Linked DNA regions of Lactuca sativa: region 1 is linked to region 2. Evidence: chromatin contacts called from public Hi-C data. All regions are on one chromosome and are shown on one strand. The core of a region is the stretch at or near the end of the contact, and the rest is flanking DNA. Distances in the headings are between cores, read along the strand shown.

What was found. A called contact is a pair of places that touch in the nucleus more often than the background predicts.
Region 1: a contact with region 2 is called in a Hi-C map of seed, with 4 times the contacts expected there. The contact joins the promoter of LOC111885710 here to the promoter of LOC111885689 in region 2. A contact is called at or near these places in 2 of 4 Hi-C or Micro-C datasets (leaf and seed).

Annotation. Positions count from the first base shown.
Region 1 is chr3:144,455,069-144,460,118 of Lsat_Salinas_v11, reverse strand. It overlaps LOC111885710, which reads right to left and starts at 1,599. Exons shown (of 13, transcript XM_023881953.2): 1 at 1,438-1,599; 2 at 1,122-1,280; 3 at 935-1,024; 4 at 686-751; 5 at 515-580; 6 at 346-431; 7 at 205-250; 8 at 82-136. The coding sequence starts at 1,142.
Region 2 is chr3:143,787,811-143,792,924 of Lsat_Salinas_v11, reverse strand. LOC111885689 (nicotinate phosphoribosyltransferase 2) reads right to left here and starts at 1,457. Exons shown (of 15, transcript XM_023881931.3): 1 at 986-1,457; 2 at 678-825; 3 at 462-581; 4 at 222-356; 5 at 90-151. The coding sequence starts at 1,158.

The DNA.
Region 1 (5,050 bases), core at 350-2,849, 670 kb before region 2:
AATAAGTTAATTGCTTGAAAGTTCGATAAATTGTTTGAATTTTAATCAAATTAAAAAGATTTAAATCTTTAATGGAATTACCAGCAGTTGCAAAAGTAATGAAACCAATTCCACGATGCCCTTTGGTGCTTGGATCCTACAGAAATTAGATATTAAGTTCCTATAAAAACAAATTAACAGAAGAAAATATAAAATTTTATGTACCTTGGGCATGTACAAATCTGTAATTTCACCAAATTTATCAAAATGGCTGGAAAGGAACAAAGTAGCAAACACATTGTATATTAATAGAGACAAAAAAAAAAGCAACAACAAATTATAGAGTGTATAAAATCTATTATCTACCTCCTGAATTCATCTTCTGTAACTGAGGGAGGAATTCTAGCAACAAATATCCTGGTGACTTTCTTTGAAGGTGCTCTCATTTCCTCCTAAAGAAGAAGAAAAATAGCAAATTTGATTAAAATTATGAAAATTTCAGAAGTAGAATATGATAAAGTGTTTGAAAAAATACCTTTGGTGTGGCTATTTTTACTTCAAGTGCTCTATTCCCTAGGAAGTGTTCACTCGCAAGTGCAGCCTATAAAAATTGTCATCAGAAAATGATTTAAATTAATAAGTATGAAGATCTATCGATCTTGTATGTAATAAGAAAGTTTGAATACAGTAATAAACAATAACTTGCCTTGGCATCTTCAACTGTTGCAAAGGTAACATATCCAAAACCACGAGATCGACCACTTGAGCGCTCCTGGAATTATAAAATCCAGTTTAAGCATCAAAATTGGATTTGTTCACAGAAATTCAGATTGATTTATCACATTTTAATCAAGAAAGGGAGAGAAAGGAGCAAGCATTGATCTTTAAAGCTTATTCCTTTGAAGAAAATTTCATCATACAAAAGACCATGTTGTGATTCTAAAGTGTAACTAACCTTCATCACGATGCAGTCCTCCAAATCGCCATATTTGCTCATGTAATCCTTCAGACCATCGGTATCGACATCCCAAGGGATGCCCAATACCTAATATGGTAATATATATACAGACATACCATGGATTTGAGTTCTCAGTGAAACGATGAAACAGAAACAAAAAATGGAGGCATAAGGAGAAGCTTACCACGAGTTTTTTCTCAGACATAATGGAGAAAACAAGTATTAGGGTTTACAGTGAGAAAATCACACAAAACAACACTCAATTCCTTCTCTTTAGCTCTCCCGGTCTCACCAAATTCCTCTCTCTCAATTAATCTCTCACACACGAAGACGAAGGAGACTCCTGCACACAATACACACACCTCTTTCTCACACACAATCACCATCATCATCATCATCAATATCATCATATTCCAATACAAACTCACCATTTTTATCATCTGTACATCTGAAAAAACGTATACCTAAAATGGAATAATTAAACGATCGATTACCGATACCTTCGATTATATAGTTTTGTTCGGAATTTCAAAACCCTAAATCGCAGATCCCTCGGGTCGGGCCACACTCCACTCTCGGATCTCTCTCGCGCGCTCTCTCTCTCTCTCTCTCCAAGGCGCCGCTCAGCTACGCTCGTCTAATTGCAAAAAGAGCTTACCAGGAAAGGGAATCGTATATTTGGATATTATCTTCATGGGGAAAGTGACATTTAGGACCTTATACTAAGCTTAAACATCATTTATAACCCTAATGTTGAATTCATTTTACAAATTAGTACTTGCATATTTTTCAAGTAAAAGTATGAGTTACTTATAGAAATGGTCTTTTGTGGTTGTCCAAAAGTCATGTTTTCTGCCTAATATTTTCTAATAAACGTTTTGTTCCTAACTTTGAATTTTATCGTGGAAAAGATATTTCCTCTCATGCCATCTATTTTTTTTAATCAAATGAATTTATAGATTATAATAGTTTAATATATATCGATTGAAGGCAAACGGGCAACAAGTTGCGTCGTTAGCCCTTTCTGGATGTCAAAATCAATTCTTTTGAAAACAACATTTGTGTATCTAGGATATATGACATTATAATGCATGACCTGTTGGACTCTATTGAGGAGCTCTACCGCCTCTGGTGCGAGAAAACCAAATGTATCGAATGCAAAAGGTACAAACACATGTTGATTTTCTATACATGCATTCTCGTGCTTTACCACTTTGCACGCAGCGGCTTTCAAAGCGGCATGCCCTACTGTGAAACCCCCGCTCCCCAAACCAACGAGAGGAGAGACCCCAGTAAGATCCACGCACACATGCTTCCCTCCTATCCATCCAAAGACCAAAATGTCAACCGGTCTAAGAGTGGACCTTCCATTATGCGGGTCCGTCAAAAAGTTCACTGGCGCTTCTTTCTTCACAGAAATACCAGCACGCCGACGAGCATCAAAGAGAACATCCTGAACCACATCATGTCTGTACTTGAAACCAGGGAGCTCTCTACAATGAACTGCGTGTTCCCCAAAGGTATCCAACATGCCTTGCGGCAAACTGGGTATATCTCGTCAATTGGGAATAGGGGAATCATGAGGCGGTAGCGAATGATAGTTCGATACTCCACAAGAGACATATGCTAGTCAAGACCATCAATATGGATAGTTAGCAGAAAATCCTGAGCATGAGGTGCCCGCAGACACTCATAGACTGCTTTCTGTCTGACGGTCATGTCGAAGTCGACTTCCATATCTTGGACGATTTTGCTAAAAAGGGCACACGCCAAAGCTTTTTGGGATTTAGGGGGGCGGTGTCCTTATTAGTGAAACCGCTACAGTCAAATCCCATAATCGTATCACGAAGACGAGTCATAACACATAGGTAATCTGAGTCCATACCAAATGTGCCACTGTCACGTAAGATGTGGTCTTGTAATGCCCAATATTGGGCCCTCAAGGCTACAAAAGTGTAGGAGGAAACCCCGTATGCCGAGTACAAACCCAGACCACCGAAACGAATAGGTAAGGAAGCCAGGCGCCACTAAATGTGTCCAAAGAAGGGGCCTCCACATACCACCATGTCCTCGATAGACCTACATAATCCTTTGTCAAAGAACAAAGCTGCCTCTTCTATGTGTACCGGCTGGCATGTCCTTTTACCAAAGAAAAGTTTTGTAATGCCCATACATGATCGGAGCAAAAGGAGCTCACTCTGCGGGTCATATAGTTGTGGAAGAAGGCCCATCAAATCAACAGCATTGACCGCTCTCTTTATGGTCAGGCCGCTAATAAACCATGCGTCTCTGCTAACAGCGCCACGCCACCCCCCCGAGGAGCTTCACCCCCAAAGAAGGTATCCCTATATCCGTTGGGAATAAATCAGCACGAAGCTTCCTACCATCACAGGAGGGCCAAAAAATCTTCGTTTTCTTGATGTTCAACTCAAGATCCAAGCCTGGACCATGCAACCGAATAATGTTCAACACTCTAGCCACCTCCTCTGAATCCTCAATGACAGTTCCATCATCTAGATATCAAGCATGGAGAAAGAGCTTACAATTGTCTCTAATCTTGTGCACAAGCGGGGTGCAAAACGAGGGCAAAAAGAAGAGGGCCCAAGGGGTCACCTTGTTACACCTTAGTGGCAGACCATATATGTTGGTCTCCGATATAAAGTCTCGCTGCTTGCCCGTACGAGAAATTCACCCACGAAGAAATGGAAAGGCACATTTTCTTAACCTCGTGGAGCAATGCTTATCGATCCACCAGGTTAAAGGCATTCGAGAAATCCATAATCAGCATTACAAGAGACTCATCGGCATGGTGTTCACTCAACACCCTATTAGCAATGTGTAACATAGCCTCAGCACCGCCGGATACACCAACCCCGAACTGAAAATCATTAAGGTACCTGACCATTTCTTTACCCACGCCTTTCATGGCAACCTTGGAAACCAGACGTCTCCGTATAGTGCCTACTGCAATCGGACAGATCCCGTTGTCAAGTTTAAGTAAAGGCGTAAGAGGAGCGATGTGACAACCCAAAATTTATTCCATCGTTATAACTGTTTCCGTCAATAGAATATTCTATTTTATTAAGATTCCGTTAATATTGTGGTGGACAAATCAATAAATGTTTTATTTTATTTTATGTTATTAATGTTGTAATGAAATAAATAAAAACACGTGAATTACCCTCCCTTTTAGTTGGAAAAAGTTTTTAATTACGACCATTTAATCGGGTAGATGTACACCGGGTCACAAAACTCGAACCCTATATAAGGGTGAGTAGACATCATTTGGAACTTTTTATCACTCTAGTCACTCTCTACTTTCTCTCTCTAGAAGTTGGGTTTGTTAAAGAATCACCTCATTCAAGCTCCAAAATCGTAAGTAATGCTCCCTAACTTGTTGTTTAGCTTTACATTCATGCAAACCCGGGATTTAATCACTCAAAAACCTTAAAAAACTCGAGTTTACGGTTTGGGAATACCTCCCAAAACCGTAAACACCCTTTGGGGGGGGTGTGAAGCCCCAAATCCCTCCAAAACACTTCTAATACTCATCCTTGACTTAGAAACATGCATGCATGAAGTTAGAAAACCAAAAATCGGACCTTTAGGAGGGTAAACATGAGTTTACGGTCCATGAATATTCATGAACCGTAAATGTGGCATCCCCAAAATCACGGCCAGAAAAGACCGATTTTGTTTATGCTTTATAAAAATCAGAGTACTTCATTTTATAAAAAGGTTGCGGAATTTGTTCCCAGAAAAACATGGTAAATACGTTATTAAAACATTTTCGAAGAAACGTATTTATTTCATTTTAAAATGTTTGGGATGTCATCGTTAATACCGAAACATAAGCATAAACAGACTTACAATGATTTACACTAGTGATCTACATCTCTTTTAAATCTCTCAGTGTAATGTCACTTCACTTCGTTACCTGTGATATACATAAACTAAGTGGGTCAGGTTGGGAAACCTGGTGAGTACATAGGGTTTTCAACCCACAATAATATAATTATTATGTTCAATCAAACAATTAACCCAATTACCCATCCCCATTATCTTCTTTAATCTTTAAGGATTTAACCTAAGAGTCATCTATCCTGCATTCGT
Region 2 (5,114 bases), core at 208-2,707:
ATAAAAAAATATAAGATACAATTTTACATTGTTATTTGTTATATATTAATATATATAAATAATTTGACCATAATTAATATAGTCAACACCTTGTTGCATCAAATCCTCCCATGTAGCAATATCTTGATGCCCCTATACCACCATCTGGGCCCTAAGAAACAAGAATTTCTGTTAAAAAATAGAGGGGTAAAATGGTCATTTTCTCGTATTCAAACAATAACCTGTGCCCTTCGAAGTCCAAATTCAAGAAGAAGTTTGGATTTTCCAGCAACAAAACGATGTCTTGCAGCATTTGTGGTGACTAATGATGCATAATTTATGAGATTCACATATGGAGTTTCCAACAATTGAACAACCTGTAAGAAAACAGAATATGAATAAATGGATTTCAATTCATATTCTTTTCACATAAGGGGTAAATTGGTAAATAGTAAAATAGTTTGTTTGACTGATTGACTTACAGCCACTGGGCCTTCAACTCTCATCAGGGGTATTTTAGGAAAGACAACTGACCCTTCTGCAATTGCATAAACTTCAACATCTGAACAATCAATTCCTTCAAGGTAATCAAAGAAGGCATCCTGATATGAACAGAAGAAAATTGACATCAATGAACAAATCTTTAAACTTGATTATGTTACTTATGAGGATCAAGTAAATCTGAATTGAAGCTTTACCTCACATGTAGGAGATAAACTTTCTCGAACAAAAGCAATCTCTTCCTTTGATAATTTGAAATTAGCAATGAATCTTATGCACTCTTCTAAACCAGCAAAAACTGTGTACTCACCACCAAAGGGATTTTTCCGAAAATATAAGTCAAACCTGAAACAGATCACAGATTGCAGAAAGTTCCCAAATTATTTCCAAAATTACATGCCCTAAAGCCAGTGTAACCGATCTAATTAGTTTCTTCAGTCCATGATTACGGAATCAATCAATTCCATCTAGAAACAAACAAATCACAAGGAATTGAGAAACTAACACAGCTCGTTCTTTATGCTTTCCAGCTTTCCAGTATGCGTAAGCCATAGTGAACTGATAGAGATCGTTGAGCAGCGGCGTAACCATAGGATTAGTGGGACCATCGATTACCGGCGGCGGACGATTATGTTTCTCCTCTTTAACGCCACCGTTAACTTCAGGTTTTACGTCCATTCTATGTATGTTGCTTGCTCAATCAAGATGAAACAAGTTGTATAGACTTCCTAATTTTCGTCCCCTTATCTATATATGTGTGTATGAGCGAGAATCAAAGCAGGAAGTGTGTGCGCTCGTGTTTCAGATAGATAGGGGCCAATGGAATCAAAAAAGAGGGGAAAGAAAAGGACGGAAATGGCGGAGGTCGGCAGCTGGTGGCGGCGTCGTCGCCGAAGTGGGGCTGTGTCGTTATTCTATATTCTTCACTAGCGAGTCGTGAATTTTGTCTTGTTGAAACAAACTTTTTCTGTTGGGGATATTTTCGATAGCTCAACCTTTTTTATGTATTTTTTTTCTTTGGTAATTATATAATTAATAAGATTATATTTGTAACAATTATATAAAAACAAAATATAGATTTTAGATTAGGATTATTTATTTCATTTCATAAACTATGACATATTTGTTTTATTTATTATTATCAAGTGGACCTGATAATGGAGCAAGTTTGGAACAGATTGGCCTTGACCCAAACCCCAATCCATAGTTCACACGGTTCAATGAATTTTCAACCATTTTATCCGGCTCATTTACAATATTAAGGTTATCTCCAATGCATTAAACTCATGGAGAGTTGAATAGAATGCCAACTAAGAAAGAGACTATATATATTCAATTAAATTCTTAAAAAATCCACAACTTTTCACTGCACATTCTATTCAACCGTTCGATGGTAATTCAACTCCACATTCTCTCTCCTCTATATTATATTCAAATTTATTCTATTGAACTCTCATTAAACTCCCATTGTGGATGGTCTAAGATTAGGCTATAATTATACATTATAACACATATAACATAAATCATTAAAACTAGACAACATTCATTCAAAAAAAAACTTCAATTTTAGCTTAATAAATAACGTTTCCAAAACAAAACAAATGTCTACTATTGCAAACATGCATGAGAAAATGTAGACATCAAAATGCATCTTCAAAAAAATCTAAAGTCCAACCGATCTACTCACTCACTAATCACCTGGAAAAAAGTAAACACATATAAGCAGTTTCGTAAAACTCGTAGAGTTGGCCGAGTACTCCCCTCGGCCCCTTACCGAGGCGAGTTATAGAATCAGAGTACTCCCCGATCGGTCCACTACTGAAGCGAGCAGTGTTGTAAAACTCGGTCAACTCGGTGATTAATATGTATACTATACTTAATGATTTATTATTTAATACACACATGTTATTATTACTACATATATATATATATATATATATATATATATATATATATATCTTAAATTTTCATCAATTATTCACGAAGTGAAACCATTGTGTGTTTTCAGTTTTTATGTATTCACATGTATATAATTTTGTTATGCATTTCAATCAACTTATGATTTTAACCTATGATTTTTACATATATAATCTCACTAAAAATATTTTACATGAATTATGGAATCCAAGTACTCATGAGTACTCCCGACTACTCACGAGTACTCCCGAGTACTCGCTACTCGGCAGTCGGCCTCATGGGTACTCCCGGCTACTCCTGAGTAGTCCCGAGTACTCGCTACTCGTCAGTCGGCCGAACAAGTACCAAGTAGCGAGTTCTACAACATTACATACAAGTATATATTAAATTATTTCATGTAAAAATTTAAGTGACTTCTAGAGTTAAAGTAATATATTTTTTTGTTTCCTTGAAGAACGGATCGAATCGATTATGATCCATACATAACCCTTTCAATAAAAGGGTTAACGGGTATGTAACGTCCCAAATATTCATAGTAAAATTGTTATTTTTAGAGCAATAATCCATACAAACGAGTCATTCCAAAACCAATTAAGGTGAATATGTTATATAAACATCAGAGTAAATATCATAAATTGCTAATGCGGGAAACTCTGGGGGATGTTGTGCAGTCACGTCGGGCCATTTCCTTTCAAACCGGAAATACCTGAAACCAAACACATAAGCCGTAAGCACAAACCATACATATCCTTGGGTTTAACCCTAGGGTATAGTCCAATCCAATAAGAAAATATGGGCCCTGCCCTGGGGTATATTTCAACCCAATAAACAAATATGGAATTTGCCCTGGGGTGTATTTCAACCTGAGCATGAAATAGTGGGCCCCGCCCTTGGGTTTATTTCAACCCGAGCATACATGTAACACCCAGTTTTGGAAGTATTCAATTTTGGTCTCAGAGGCCAAGGGTAGGGGCGATTCAGACTTTTATGGGTCTCAGGTTTATTTGGAAGGATGAAAGGCTTGTGTGTGGAGCTAGAAGCGTAGGGCTTCTCGACACCTTTTCGTGGATATAAAGTTCGTCAAAAACGGACTTAGAATGAAGAAGATATAGTACTTTGAAGTTATTGGCAATATTGGTCCTTAATGGAGAAAGATGGCAAGAAAGGACCATGCATGCAAGGTGGCCAGCGTGAGAGTACGCCCAACGTAAGCTGGGGTATGCCCAGTGTAGAAGGGTTAAGTGATCGCGGGTGATGGAGACGTATGCCCAGCGTACGAGATATACGCCTAACATACGTTAAGAGACCCTAAACCCTAATTTTAGGGTCAAGCGCTATATAAGGAACATTAGGACTCAAAACCTAGCCTCGTATCAACCTCCACAACCTCAGAAAAGCCCTAGAACGTCTCATCCTTTCATTATTGTGTGATTTTGACCTTGAGAAGCCCATCTTGGTGGTTTTAAGCTTGGAAGAAGAAAGAAGAAGTTGGCAAAGAAGGACTTAGGTAGCTTGAGCTCATAGATCCAGGATAGCATCATCATTTGGGACTCTTTGGAGGTATAAAGTTCATAATTTTCCTCAAGTATGCTTAGATCTAGTTTAGTGTGGTTTTGGAGTCATTTTGGTCCTAAGTATATAACTTTATGGTTCAAATCTGATTTTTGGACTTAGAGTTGTCACTCTCAGTTCTAAATCTGTCCCTAAGGCAGAAAGTTGCCATCTTGAATGTCTTAATGGGTTCATGCATGAGATCTAGCTATTTCCATGGAAGTATGTTGTCACATTTCAAGTTTGGGCTTATTTGGTGGGTTGCAAGCTATCAAGTAAGCAACTTTATGGTTTAAGACGTTGAAGAGGACTTGGATCTGTAATTGTAGCTTTTGGAGTAGAGTATTAAGCACTTAATTGGAAAGTGACTTAACAGGGGATTATGTTGAGCGTACATGCAGGTCCACCTAACGTACACACCATTTAGCTTGTACGCTTAGCGTACATAGGAGTACGCCCAACGTACTCATCAGATTGGCCTTGGCGAGTTTTGGGCCTCAGTTTGGGCCATGCAGTGGATTTTGGGTCTTTGGGCCTTAGCGGGCCGTCAGAAGTCAAACCATTTTAGGCTAAGTATATGTAGCAAGTTGGACTTGGGAAGCCTACCTAGTTTTGGGCCTTGGATATGGAGCAAGTTGGACTAGGGGTAAAATGGTAATTTTACCCTAAGGAGGATTATTGATTTGGACTAAGTGATGTTTCGGTATTGGTAGCTCAGGGAGTCGAAGGAGCAGTAGTTCGAGGATTGCCAGCTAGCAGCCAAAGGAGTATCAGCAGGTCTTCAGCAGTGCAAGGTGAGTCTCCTCACAGTGTGCATGGGTCTACAACCATAATGTCGACCCATTTAGTTTATGTATGGTAGGAAGGCCCGGGGCTTACCCCATATATTGTATAATAGTATGTTTCCGTACCACAGTCTGATGTCGGGCGAGACCCGAGGAAAATTTATATGTGTGTATTTTCGAACCAAGGTCCGATGTCGGGGCAAGCCCGAGGAATGTTAGTATGTTAGTTATACTTGTTGTATGTGTGATACCTGTATGTGCCTAGTAGGGAGGTGAGTGTGGGCGAGGTCTCGTATCTCACCACTAGCTGAGTATGGACGGGGTTCCGTATCTCATTAGTAGTAGAACAGGGGCGGGGCCCGAGATAGGAGAGAAGTGAGT